2 separate regions of the Arachis hypogaea genome follow, and region 2 is linked to region 1. A link is a contact called in public Hi-C data. All regions are on one chromosome and are shown on one strand. Each heading gives the region's core, a stretch centred on a gene start, on an enhancer-like site or on the middle of the called end of the contact. The rest is flanking DNA. Distances are from core to core; before and after follow the strand shown.

What was found. A called contact is a pair of places that touch in the nucleus more often than the background predicts.
Region 2: a contact with region 1 is called in a Hi-C map of leaf, with 1.8 times the contacts expected there. The contact joins the promoter of LOC112801019 here to the enhancer-like site in region 1. A contact is called at or near these places in 2 of 8 Hi-C or Micro-C datasets (both in leaf).

What each region holds. Positions count from the first base shown.
Region 1 is chr5:26,755,440-26,762,200 of arahy.Tifrunner.gnm2.J5K5, forward strand. No RefSeq gene overlaps it. Among protein-coding and RNA genes, the nearest start is that of LOC112801018, 20 kb to the left of the region's middle. Within about 2 kb of position 4,707, at least 3 of the 3 cell types and tissues checked have open chromatin away from gene starts, as enhancers often do.
Region 2 is chr5:26,806,358-26,813,042 of arahy.Tifrunner.gnm2.J5K5, forward strand. It overlaps LOC112801019 (probable galacturonosyltransferase-like 9), which reads left to right and starts at 5,117. Exons shown (of 1, transcript XM_025843517.3): 1 at 5,117-6,685. The coding sequence starts at 5,675.

The DNA of each region.
Region 1 (6,761 bases), core at 3,457-5,956:
ATGTCATTAACCTTTTGGTATGTGGACATTTAAATTTTCAACGACTTAAAAATACATTTAAGTCTTTTACCTTTTCAAAATTTAGACACATCAATCTCTTTGTTCACTTGGATCTAGCAAACTTAACAAAAGAAATTAAACATGACTTCTGTTATATTGATCTGACCGATATATAGATGTACATATAAAATTTTTTTTTAAAATAAGATAAATTAAACTCACGAATCGATATGTCCGATTTTAAAAAGTCAGGACAAGCCAAAAAAAATAAACTATTTATTTTTTCTCAAAAAAATATATGAGAAGGTGAGCCAGAATCACCAAATCACAACCTGTGCAATTTGATATATTTTATTTATGAATATTGAAATAATAATTAACAATTATGTTTAATTTTACTAATATAATATGTGTGTCTGAGTGAATACGCGGAATGATCATACAATCATGTTTGTAATCAAACTTTATAATTAATATAATCAAATTTAACTTATACTTGTAATAAATTTTATAAATAATATAATCGAACTAAATTTATGCACGAAAGTATAAAATTAAAATATAATGGTGATATTGGAGCATAATAAACAATAAATCCAATACTCAGAGAACACAAAAATTCGAATAGTATAATTATTCTTTTTTTATTCTGTTATTTCTTATCTTTTTTGTCGTATCAGTATTTTTTAGAAGATAATAACTCACTATTTTTGTTAGTTATTTTTTTAAAAGAATTTGTAAATATTTTTATAAAATTTTGATGAGCTGTTATATATATATATATATATAAAATATGATTCAATCATTAAAAAATTAAGTAATACAAAATATAATTATTTACACTCTATTTTTATTTACTATAAGTTTTATTATGGTATAAGAGTTTTTAAAGCTCTGTTGATATTCTGTAATTGTGAAAACAGCCAACCCAAACAATTCTCCTCCTTTTGACCCTCCTCTTATCTTAGATAACAATTCACATCTTAAATCATAAAACTCTAGCAGTCCCTATCATATTCACGCTAGTAAAAACTTCACCTCTGTTCTTGTTACACCAATTTTAATAGGAAATAATTATCATTCTTGGTCCAAAACATTTTCCATGGTTATAATTTCAAAAAACTAATATAAATTTTTTACTAGTCATATTCCTTCCCCTTTTTCTGATAATCTTATTTTTCTTACTTGGGAACATTGCAACAATTTGGTCTTTCCTTGGCTATTTTATTTTCTGTCTACGTCCATCACTCAGAGTGTCATCTATCTCACAACTGTTATTTCTGTTTGGTCAGACCTCCATGAACGTTTCTCTCAGTCATATTTATTTCGAATAGTGGAACTCAAAGAAGAAGTTTATTCCCTAAAATAGGGCACTTTGACTATTACAAATTTCTATATTTTTCTCAAAATTCTCTACCCATTTGCCTCTGTCCAACGAAATCACACCGAGCACGAGACTTCATCATTCAGTTTCTCAAGAGACTCGACGAACGTTTTTCCATTGTCCGTTCGCAACTTCTTCTTCTTGATCCATTGCCGCCAGTGAACCATGTGTTCGCTATGGTGATCCAACACGACAGGCAGCTCCAAGCAAAGGTTGGAATCCTTGACGATAAAAGAGTTATCGCCGTCACCTTCAACACTCGCCGCTTTACTTTTGCTCGCGGCCGTGGCACCCCGAATCTCTCTTTTGGATGCGGCAGCGACTCTTTCAAGCAGTGCACTTACTGCAGTCGAAGAGGTCACACTGTGAAGGTATGCTATGACAAACACGGTTATCCTCCTGGGCATCCTAGATACCCTGGTCGTCCCCATTTTTCTTATTGAAGCAACATTAACCAGCCATCTTCGTCTTCTCCAGCATCTGCCACTACTGCTCTCTCTTCACTCACTTCTCAGTTTCAAAATGGTGACAAAGGAAATAGGGTTTTTCTTGTTAATGAGCATGGGCCAGCTCAACAGACTCATCCTTTGGGCCTCCCTTCAGCCCAACACAGGTTAGTACAACAGATTCATCCATTAAACTTCACTTCAGCTTAACATAATGCACTACTAGCACTTTTGAAAAATGCAAAGGCCCAACTCCTTTACTTCACACTCCTCATCAGATACCAATCCTTAATTCACCAACCTCAACTCCTACACATTCCCTTCATACGCATCCTAGCCCTGTCTTAATTCCTTCCACCTCTAATGATATTCGACCTTCCCAAACCCGTCACATCAATTTTCCTTCTCCCCAAACCTTCACCTTCAGCACCATCAAATCCACCATCTCCCACTCTTGATGCCAACACTACATTGCCAACTTCTCTAATTTTCCTCCTCCGCAACCTCGTCGCACTCTTCGACAAAGCCGACCCCAATCCGGCTGGCTGACTACCTTTGCAGTGCTTCCCTCACTTCACCCATATCAAATTCTTCTCGGTGTCGGTATCCTCTTGCATCTGTATTCTCTGTACCCTATCACAAATTTATTTTGTCATTTCATTCTAATTTTGAGCCGAAATTTTTTTCAGAGGCTAATATATTTTCTCATTGGCATGACGCCATGTGGGATGAAATTGAAGCGTTAGAGTTAAACCGAACTTGGAATTCGGTGGACTGTCCTCCTAAGGTAAACCCAATTGGTTGTAAATGGGTTTACTGGATTAAGTGACGCCCTAACGGATCTGTTGAATGCTATAAAGCTTGTTTGGTGGCAAAAGGCTTTACACAAATAGAGGTTGTTGACTTCCTTGAAACCTTTTCACCAGTTATTAAGCCAGCAACTATCCGCATAATTTTTGCACTTGTCTCCATCAAACGCTGGCCAATTCAACAATTGGATGTGAACAATGTCTTCTTGCATGGTGAATTATCAGAGAAAGTGTATATAGCATTACCACCATGCCTTTATTCCTCTCGACCAGGGCAATGTTGTCGACTGCTAAAATCCATCTACGGCCTTCGACAATCTAGCTGTGTCTGGTGTGATAAGCTGTCTCATCTTCTTTTATCTTGTGGGTATCAACAGACGATTTTTTACTATAGCCTGTTCATTAAGATGGTTGGTTCTGAGATTTGTATTTTACTAGTTTATGTTGATGATATTGTATTAACTGATAACTATATTTCTGAGATGGTCTCTATTAAAAGAATTTTAGATAATCACTTCGAGATTAAAGACCTAGACATTCTGAAATATTTTTTGGAAATAGAAGTTGCACATTCTGCTCAAGATATATCTCTTTCTCAATATAAATATTGCTTAGATTTATTAACTGATTCATGTTTACTGGGAGCTAAGCTTGCTTCCACACCCATGGATAATGCCATTAGGTTATCCTAAGATAGTGGTCATTTGCTTCCAGATCCTGTTATATACCATCGTCTTCTCTATCTCACAACAACTCGTCCCGACATCACCTATGCCACTCAACAATTAAGTCAATTTATGGCTTATCCAACTCATACTCACTATCGTGCTACCATCAGAGAGCTCAGTTACTTAAAGAACAGCCCAGAACGGGGTCTTTTCTTTTCCAGAACTTCTGCTCTATAATTATCTAGTTTCAGTGATTCTGATTGGGCTAGTTGTCCAGACACAAGATGCTCACTAACTAGTTTCTGTTTCTTCTTGGGCAATTCACTAATTTACTGGAAAACTAAGAAGCCATTCAAGGTAGCTCGTTCGTCGATCGAAGCTGAATATCGTGCTCTTGCCAACACTACTTGTGAACTCCAGTGGATCCTGAATTTGCTTAAAATTCTGAATGTATCATGTTGCCGAACTCCAATGCTATATTGTGATAATCAAAGTGCACTCCACATTGCAGCGAATCCTGTTTTTCATGAACGAACCAAGCACCTTGAAGTCAATTATCACCTAGTCTATTAGAAGGCTCATGCCGGTGTCATGAAACTTCTTCCCGTCTCTTCGTCCAATCAACTCATTGATATTTTCACTAAACCTTTCTCCTCATCCGTTTTACAAAACTTGTTCAAGTTGGGAATTCTCGATATATATCATCCTGTAGCTTGCAGGGACATATTTGAGCATAATAAATAATAAGTCCAACACTTAAAAAATACAAAATTCCAAACAATATAATTTTTTTTTCATTCTGTTATTTCTTGTCTTTTTTCTTGGTACCAATATTTTTTTAAAAGATGATGATTCACAATTTTTGTTAGTTATTTTTTTTATAGAATGTAAATATCCTTATAGAATTCTGATGAACTGTGCACTATGTGCTATGTGTATATATATAATGACTCAATCATTAGAAAATCAAGCAATACAAAATATAATCTTTTACATTCTAGTTTTATTTGCTGTAAGTCTCGTTAGGTGAGTAAAACATATGAGAGAAAAGTCTTATATGGTGTAAGATTTCATTTTACAAGATCAACTTTAAAGGACTTATTTTTGATAATTTGTTATGTTAATAAAAGGTTGGATTTTATTGTTGTGACAATATTTGATTATTTTATTATGAAAAATTTAATTATCATTTTGTAAAAAATATAATTATTTTAATAGTTAATTATTATATAAAATAAAATGTAAAAATATACATGAATACACTAATATAATGTGCTGATTTTTAATATCTATATAACATTGTTTAATAATAAGATCTATTATAATCTTTTGGATTAGTATTTTTCTTAGGTGGGTACCCATTCGTCCGAAGCACGGCCCACCAGTGAAGAAAGAAACGGTGAAAAAAAATGAAAAATAAGGAAAAAAAAAAGAAAAAGAAAAAGAAGAGATAGGTCCACGTGCGTAGCACATTATGAAAATTTTGCATTAATTTAATTTCCCATGTACGTGGCAAAATCTTATTTGAAAACTCAGATGATGACAAAAATCACCGTCGATGACAAAGGATGCACCGTTGCCTATGTGTACCAACAATCAGGGTATCCAATGCCCTCTCCGTATACGCATTTGTACATGTGACATAAAAAGTTAAAATTGTATAATTACAGTAATATTTTGAACAATTACTGTTTAATAAAATTTATACAAAACGATAATTTCCCAACGTAATAATTGAGAGCTGTGTCGGAAAAAATAGTAATTGTTAGACCTTTACAGATCTTAAAAAATTTGATAGTAAAATAATATATATAACACGATAATAAAATAATTGTTATAATAATTTAATGTAATAAAATCTAATTTAATAATATGTTAAAAATAAATAAATATTATTATTATGTATTGCTAACAAAATTTTTAAGTTCTAATGAAAACACTTGTCCTACAATAGTATAAATGGATCCGTCTCCAAATATATATATATTGGTATTCATGGAAAAAAAATTTGTCCCTCGTAATGTGTCCGTAACTTTGTTTAATGGCCACGTTAAACATAATATTAAAATGTTGTATTCCCTGACAATTCAACTCACACGTGCAGTTAAAAAGGTCACAGTTTTCAACCCTTTATCTTGTTTGTAGAGTGGGTGAGAGACATTGTTCTGTTTATGTTAAGGGCTTATTGTGGAAGGAAGTGATTCACATTTTCTTGAATTGAACTGCAAGATCACTCTCTACTATAGCTTTGGCTTTTTAACACCTCTGCCTTATTTTATAAGATACAATTCAGTGATTGCCAAACATGGCATTGAAAGAATAAACTTATCTTAATCATTATTGCCATTATTTAACAACAACTTGCAATCCCAATTTAGAACTTATAATAAATAATTATTTGCCTCAATTTATTTATTGATATATTATTGTTAGTATATACAACTTTCGCTTTTTTCCACTTGTTCATCTTATTCTATAGCTTGAGAACAGCTAGCAATCTAGCTAGCTTGTGCCTTCATTTTATGTTATTATTTTTTTGGATTTTGCTAATTTGTGTTCTAAGGATATAGATTAGGTATATTATAAACGAAAATATTTTATAAAAATTATTATTACAAAAATTAATTTTTTATGTTTTTAATGCATTGAATATATTAAAAATATTTAAAAAATTTTATTATTAAATTTTTAAAATGTATTTTTAAAGTATAAGTTAGTTAAATCTTATTATTTTTATTTTTTTGTGCATTAAAACTTGAAACCTTCACGGGCCTATTAAATGTTTAATTTGGGAACAGCTCTCAATTCTGATGGATTCTGACAGAATTATTGTTAATTTTGTTACAGAGCTTTGGATTCATATTGTACCTGATAGCTTGCACCATTGTATATGTAGAAGTTATTATTAACTGAAATTAAATAAAAATTTGTTTATGAAAAATTTAGTTAAATTGTGCTCTACTTTAAAAATATAATAATATTTTAAATTTTTTAACATATATAATATAATAAAAATATAAAAATTTATTTTTTATAATAATTTTTATTCAAAGTTTTAAAATATATTCTTATAAAATATTTTGGTGAGATTTTTTTATTAATATTTTTTTAATTTTAATGGTTAATTTTTTTATTGAGAATTAAATATATGGATAGATATAAAAAATGAGAGTCACAGGGGTGGAGTCTCTCATGTCTCAAGAGAGACAATGCTTCTCTCCTAAATTTTAATTTGTTTGTGTGTAAATTATGTATATATTTTAGTTTAATTTTTTTAATTTTTATTTTTTTATATTAAAAATTAAAAGTTAGGCTCTCTCTAATTTTATGTAGTTTCGTTTCTGAGAGTCATATAAATGCTCGCCGTTTTGGAGTTGAAATAGTCGAAACTAGAAAATTCTGTTACCCAACAGTGCTATCAGCCTATATCCTATCCTTCCGATCTCTTTTCTTC
Region 2 (6,685 bases), core at 3,867-6,366, 51 kb after region 1:
TACCGTTTCAGTTGAACTTATTATGGTTTAGGTACTTAGATTTAGTTTGAATATGTTTGATAAAAAGTAAGTTAATTTAAAATTATTTTATTTTAATTTATTCTATCATATTATAGTTTTATGGTGCAAAACATATTAGGGTACGAAGATACCCTCTATAGACGAGATCAAATCAACCATATTGCTAACAGATTAGGCCAAGTGGTATACTTTATAACTTATCTCTTTTATATGTTTAAAATTTGTCTTATTACTTGTGGACTCTATTTTATTTGACTAATTGATTTTTTTATAGGCACCTCGAGTCTCGTATGAAAAAGAAATTTACTACCGTGACTACCTGAGCATATTAGGTCACACCTTAGACGAGCAGGATTTGACCATGTGACATATATACTAGAGTGGGATTGTAACTGACATTGGTTTCTGCTTTGATCGAGAGATGGCGACTTGAGTCTCAGAATTTTCACTTGTCATGTGGGAACTATCACCCTATATGACGTGGCATATCAGGTAGGACTCAATATTGATAGAGATCTAGTTAACGATTGCATCGGTGGGTGGAAGCAATTCTATGATGGACGATCTATTGAAGACCACTGTTAAAAGCTGCTAGGTGTTGTTCCGAACCTTCATAATAGACAGTCTCAAAACAACTAAACTGTCAATCTCACCTGGTTTTAGAATAGTATTTTGTGGGCAGTTGGAAGAACACCCGACGGAAGAGTGCCTACTGCATTACATCAGAGAATACATCATACAGATCATCAGGGGCATTATGTTTTCGGATGTCTCAGACTCTCAAGTGCACATGAGGCGGTTGCCTCTATTAGATGACCTTGATCAATATGGGGCGTTGTCATGGAGTCAGCTGTGATGGTGTGACTTTACCGCCAGATGTGTCGTTCTACGGATTACCATTAGCGGAACTTGGGTGGATATGGAGATTTGCTTATCTCTTGGGCTATCATTATATACCTTTGTGTCGACCGGATGGATTTGACCAGCATTGATTTTCCATGATTGAGAGGTATTTTTATTATTTTTTATATTATTTCTTAAGTTAACGAAATAGTTTTGTGATTTCTAAATATCCGTTGATGTTATAGGTGGGTAGAGTTAGAGCCACCTAATGATAGATATAACACCAGACTTAGACAATGGAGATGTTTTTTCAACAGGATCGGTATCCATAATGTAAGTCATGCAAATTTAAGACTTGTAATTGAATATTAAATAACTTTTTTTTGTGTGTATATTATATTTATTGGTATCTGTGAACAAGTTCACTGGATGCCGTATGCTGACCCACTCATCCAGCATATAGTTTCACAATGATTTGCAGAATTTTTATGCTGATGGTTGGATCTGCTCTGACTATTGTGAATATGTGTTGAGCAATTACCTTCGAGTCTAACCTTCCATAGCCTTGGTCCATTGATGTTGGTATGCAAGTATAAGGACCACTATATCTCTTCACCTCCCATTTTTTTTTTTTTGCTTTTGACGATAAGTTATGCATATGTTCCATTGGCAACCAATCTCAAACTAAAAACACTGTATAACATACTTCAACTGATCACTCTCTAGTATCTTATGCTTCACATCCCTCCAAATGATATGTATCTTAACTGCCATAATAACTTTATCTTTGTTTTCATACTGTTGTCCAATCTCAAACTCATTGGTGGGATTATCCTCGGGAGCTTCTTAACAAAATAAATAATCTGAAGTCATTGCCTCGAGATTCAATGAGAAAAAGTGATCAGACCGATCATATGGTCAGGAAATAACAGGTTGTGTTAATGCGATTTGGTATCACTGTAGTAGTTCATCTCTTCCTCCTCCTCATTGAGAATTTTAGTTGGTTCAGCGTCAGCATCTTCACCGTCATCAGGGTTCGCTTGATAAGGATCCATCGTCGGGTCTCTAATAGCAGAACCTTTATGACTTTCAACATCAACTTGCATCATACCATCATTAAAATTTTCGATATTTGACCCCTCTTAATTACCTTCAAGTGGTATATTTAGGTCATTCATCGACCTTCTAATATTTCTCCTAACCGTCCCACTTAAAGGGGTATCATCAACAGTATCCATAGAAGTTCTTCCACCCAAGTCTACTAGAAAAATAAATAATTCCAACAGATGGAAATTTGTCCAACAATTGTACTAGAGCCTAATAAGACGTATGTCCTCGTCATCACGTAATCGATACCTAATTTATAAAAACATAAAATCTTATAACCATAATCAAATTAAAAAAAATAACAAAATAATAACAATTGTAATCTATAATATACCTTTTGTAAAATAAAGTGTTATCTATTTCGGACGGATATCTGTAGTAGATTTTTTTCACTCTTTTTGTGTGTTGTTGACTAATGACATATAATATCAAATTCTTCAATGTTATTAGGCTTTCAACTTTAGGTGGTATATATATAAATACTGGTTCAGTAAAACTAAATACGATATATCCTTCTTCATCGTATATTATTTCATTATCATAATGAATGAATAACAATGAAATTCCATATATTGTATATAATAAACAAAAGATCAAGATAAAAGAAGAAAGATGAGTTACCAGTAATAATTTTAGTTCCAAATCGATCTCGTTGGAATTTTATTAAGGAAGGTGCTTGAATTTTGTTGAGGGGGATAGTGAACTTCACACTCTCGGCAAACTTGGCCCGACATAAAAAAATTTTGAATTTTGAAAATTAAGGTTGGAATAATTTTTTTAAAAATAATTTTTTATTTATATAAAAAAATCCTTATAAAAAAAGTTTTTGGATTTGTTCGATTAGGAAAATATTTTTTTGTGTTATATTTTCCAAACAAATTTTAAAAAATAAAAATAATTTTATATTTAAATATTTTATATAAAAATATTTTTTATTTATTAATTATATTTAAATATAATAATATAAAAATATTTTTTATTTAATTATTATGTAAAAAAATTTGTTAGTAAAAAAGATTATTTTAAAAATATATATTATAACTTCTAAAAAAATATTTTTTATTTATTTAATATTTTTATTTTTATTAATAAAAATTTATTAAATACATTAAAAAATAAAAAATACTTTTTGTTAATTTTTTTTTTTAATAATTTAACGACACTTAAACAATCTCTTTATCATCTACAGATTCTACACCATTGCCTATAATCCTATTCGGGTACTTTATCCGTGGAGATGTAACTCTCCTATCAAGGACACTTGGAATTCGAATTCCATAAAATAAAAGTTGAAATATGACCCAAAAAAAAAAAAATCTAAGAGCATTTTTTTATGTTAGTTTTAATTTTAATTTTATTTTAAATATTTGTAAAATTATTTATTATAAATAGTAATTTAAAATTAAAAATAAAATTTATTTTTTAATGTTTAATTTTAATTTAGTTAGAATTTTATATTTTTTAATTATTTTATTAATATAATTATATAAATAACAAATTTTATTAATTTTGATGATATTGTATCATTAAGGTGATATCGATTTTATTTTATCAATCAATTCCAATACAGATTTTAATTTTAAATCAATTTATTTTTTAAAAAGATAAAAAATGATACTCTAAAAATATTTCATTAGACATGATTTAAACTAACAAATTGGTATTCAAAAAATTTTTAAATTTATAAAAATAATTTTATAAATATTAAAAATAAAAATAAATTTTTAAAAATGAGTAATTTTGACAAAAATGATTAATTGTTGATTTATAGAATTTTATTAACATATTGAGAATATTTTCTAATATATTGAGATTAATTTTAACAAAAATAATCAAAAGATGCTAAAGACAAAGTACCAATAATTTTTTTTTATATATAATTGTAGAGCAGAAGCATCACCCTAATTGTTACGATTTTGTTAAACATATTGAGAATATTTTTTAAGCCACTAAAACTGAAAAGAAAATATATTTTTTCTTATTTCTAAAAATAAAACCCTATTTTGAGTCTAAATTTGTAAAGAATATTCTTAAGGGAAACCTAATTTTGATTCCGACAATATTAACATGAAAGGACTTTCGATTTGTCAAAACTGAACCTTTTTTGGTACGAGGGGTTTTATAGACTAGTGCATTGCAAGCAGCAGAATAGAATAGTTGCACGTATTTGGCATTCCATTATTGAAATTCAAATACACAAACATGGCCTTACGTAACTAGTGATTGCGTATACACCTGTCCCTCGTGCTCTATACTTGTATCCTCTTCTATGGAAACTTCTAGCCCCTCCCTAACAACAACCAAATTTCCCACCCCTTTTCATTTTTTCTCTACGTATCATAATTCAATTCATACAAATGTATTAATAATATGTTCACCAAAATGTACAATTTTATTAGAAACTTAAATGTAAACCTTCATGAGAACAAAATGTAGTTAAGGAATTACGTATTCAACTCAAAAAACAAAACGCGTTTAAACTTTAAACACAAAAAACGATACAATTTTGGTTTTTCCAAAAATGATTTATTAAAGTTTGTTTTTTGAAAATGGATATTTCAAAGGTATGAAATTATATTTGGTAAATTAATATAAAATTATTTTCCATCACCAGAAACTACAAAAATTGGATTAAGTAAAGTCTTTTAATATTTAGGATAATTTTAATAAAGTGACGACTGAGAATTCTAATTTATATTTTTAATTATTTTTGTAATACTTAAATTGATAAAAAGTTAAATATATATTTTTTGAAAATATAAAAAAATTCAAAAAATATTTAAAAATTAGGAGAATAATCATTTTAATTTTTTTATTTTTTTAAAATTTTAAAAAATAATATATATATATTTAAATTTTTATTTATTTAAGTATCATAAAGATGAATTAAGACTCCTAATAATAAGTCTTATTTTAATAACTTTAAATGTAATATTAAAAAATAAATATAAATAAAATATTTAATACTATGAACAATTATATCAAATTTTTTAATTTTAATAATCATAAATTAACATTCAAATATTACTCCTAATTTTTTAAAACTACAACAAAAATATAAAATTTTAGATAAAAATTTTGATGGAGTCAATTTGATGTAAAATTGATAATAAAAAACCGATAGTAATTTTGTATTCAAATACTTCATCAAATCATGCATAGAGTCCTGTCTTAACAGCTGCATGAGCAGATATATTCCCATTTGATTTCCGTTGTGTAATAATAATGAAGTTAAATTTAAATATGGAAAAAATAAATAAATAGAGAGAAAAGGAAAGAAATACAAAAAGGGGAATAACAAAAAAAGAAAAAAGAAAAAAAGAAAGAAAAGAGTCAGAGACAGATACAGAGTGATGAATGAGGGAAAAGCTGATATAAGTAGCAACACACCAAAATTTCTCTCTCAGAAGGTCCAGCTGCCATTGCCCCACCTCCATCTCCACATCCACCTCCTTCTTTCTTTCTCTCTCTCTCTCTCATGGTACCAGAGAATCCACAAAACCATCAAACCCAAGAACAAGAAACTAAAGAAGCAACACAAGAAAGAAATGCAACATTTCACTCATAAACTTGAACACTCTCCCTCTTTCTTCGCTCGCTCTGCAATGTCGTCTTAAAACACCAACCCATTTATATTCTTTTTCTTTTTTCCCTTCCACACAAGAACCCCCGAAAACGACGGTGTTTTAAACTTTTAAACGACATGATTCCGCTACGGTTAAGCGCCGTCGTTTTGCCCCTCATTGTCTGTATCTTATTACCACCATTCACACTCGGGATCCGTTCCTTCCCGACAGCCACCGCCGCCACCACCACCGTCGCCCTCCACAGCCTTCTTCGCTTCTCCGAAGCTCCTGACTACCGCAACGGCGCCGGATGCCTCGCCACCACAGCCACCACGACCTCCGATGACCCCTCCTTAGTCCACATCGCCATGACACTGGACTCCGGCTACCTGCGGGGTTCCATCGCCGCCGTACACTCAGTCCTCCGGCACTCGTCGTGTCCGGAAAACATCTTCTTCCACTTCATCGCAGCCGAGTTCGACTCAGCGAGTCCACGAATCCTAACTCGGCTGGTTCGATCGACGTTCCCTTCGTTGAACTTCAAGGTTTACATCTTCAGAGAAGACACCGTCATCAACCTAATCTCCTCTTCAATCCGTCAAGCCCTAGAAAACCCTCTCAACTACGCAAGAAACTATCTCGGCGACATGCTCGACTCTTCAATCTCCAGAGTCATCTACCTTGACTCCGATATCGTCGTCGTCGACGACATCCACAAGCTCTGGAACGTAACCCTAACGGAGAATCGAGTGATCGGAGCGCCGGAATATTGCCACGCGAATTTCACCAAGTACTTCACCGATGAGTTCTGGTTGGATCCGTTGCTATCTCGAGTGTTCGGTCACAGAAAACCGTGCTATTTCAACACCGGAGTTATGGTGATGGATTTGGTGCGGTGGAGGGAAGGGAACTACAGGAAGAGGATCGAGAACTGGATGGAGTTGCAGAGGAAAAAGAGGATTTACGAGCTTGGATCGTTGCCGCCGTTTCTACTTGTATTTGCGGGTAATGTTGAAGCCATTGATCATCGTTGGAACCAGCACGGGCTTGGTGGTGACAATGTCAATGGAGTTTGTAGGTCTCTGCATCCTGGTCCGGTGAGTTTGTTGCATTGGAGTGGGAAAGGGAAACCATGGGTGAGGCTTGAT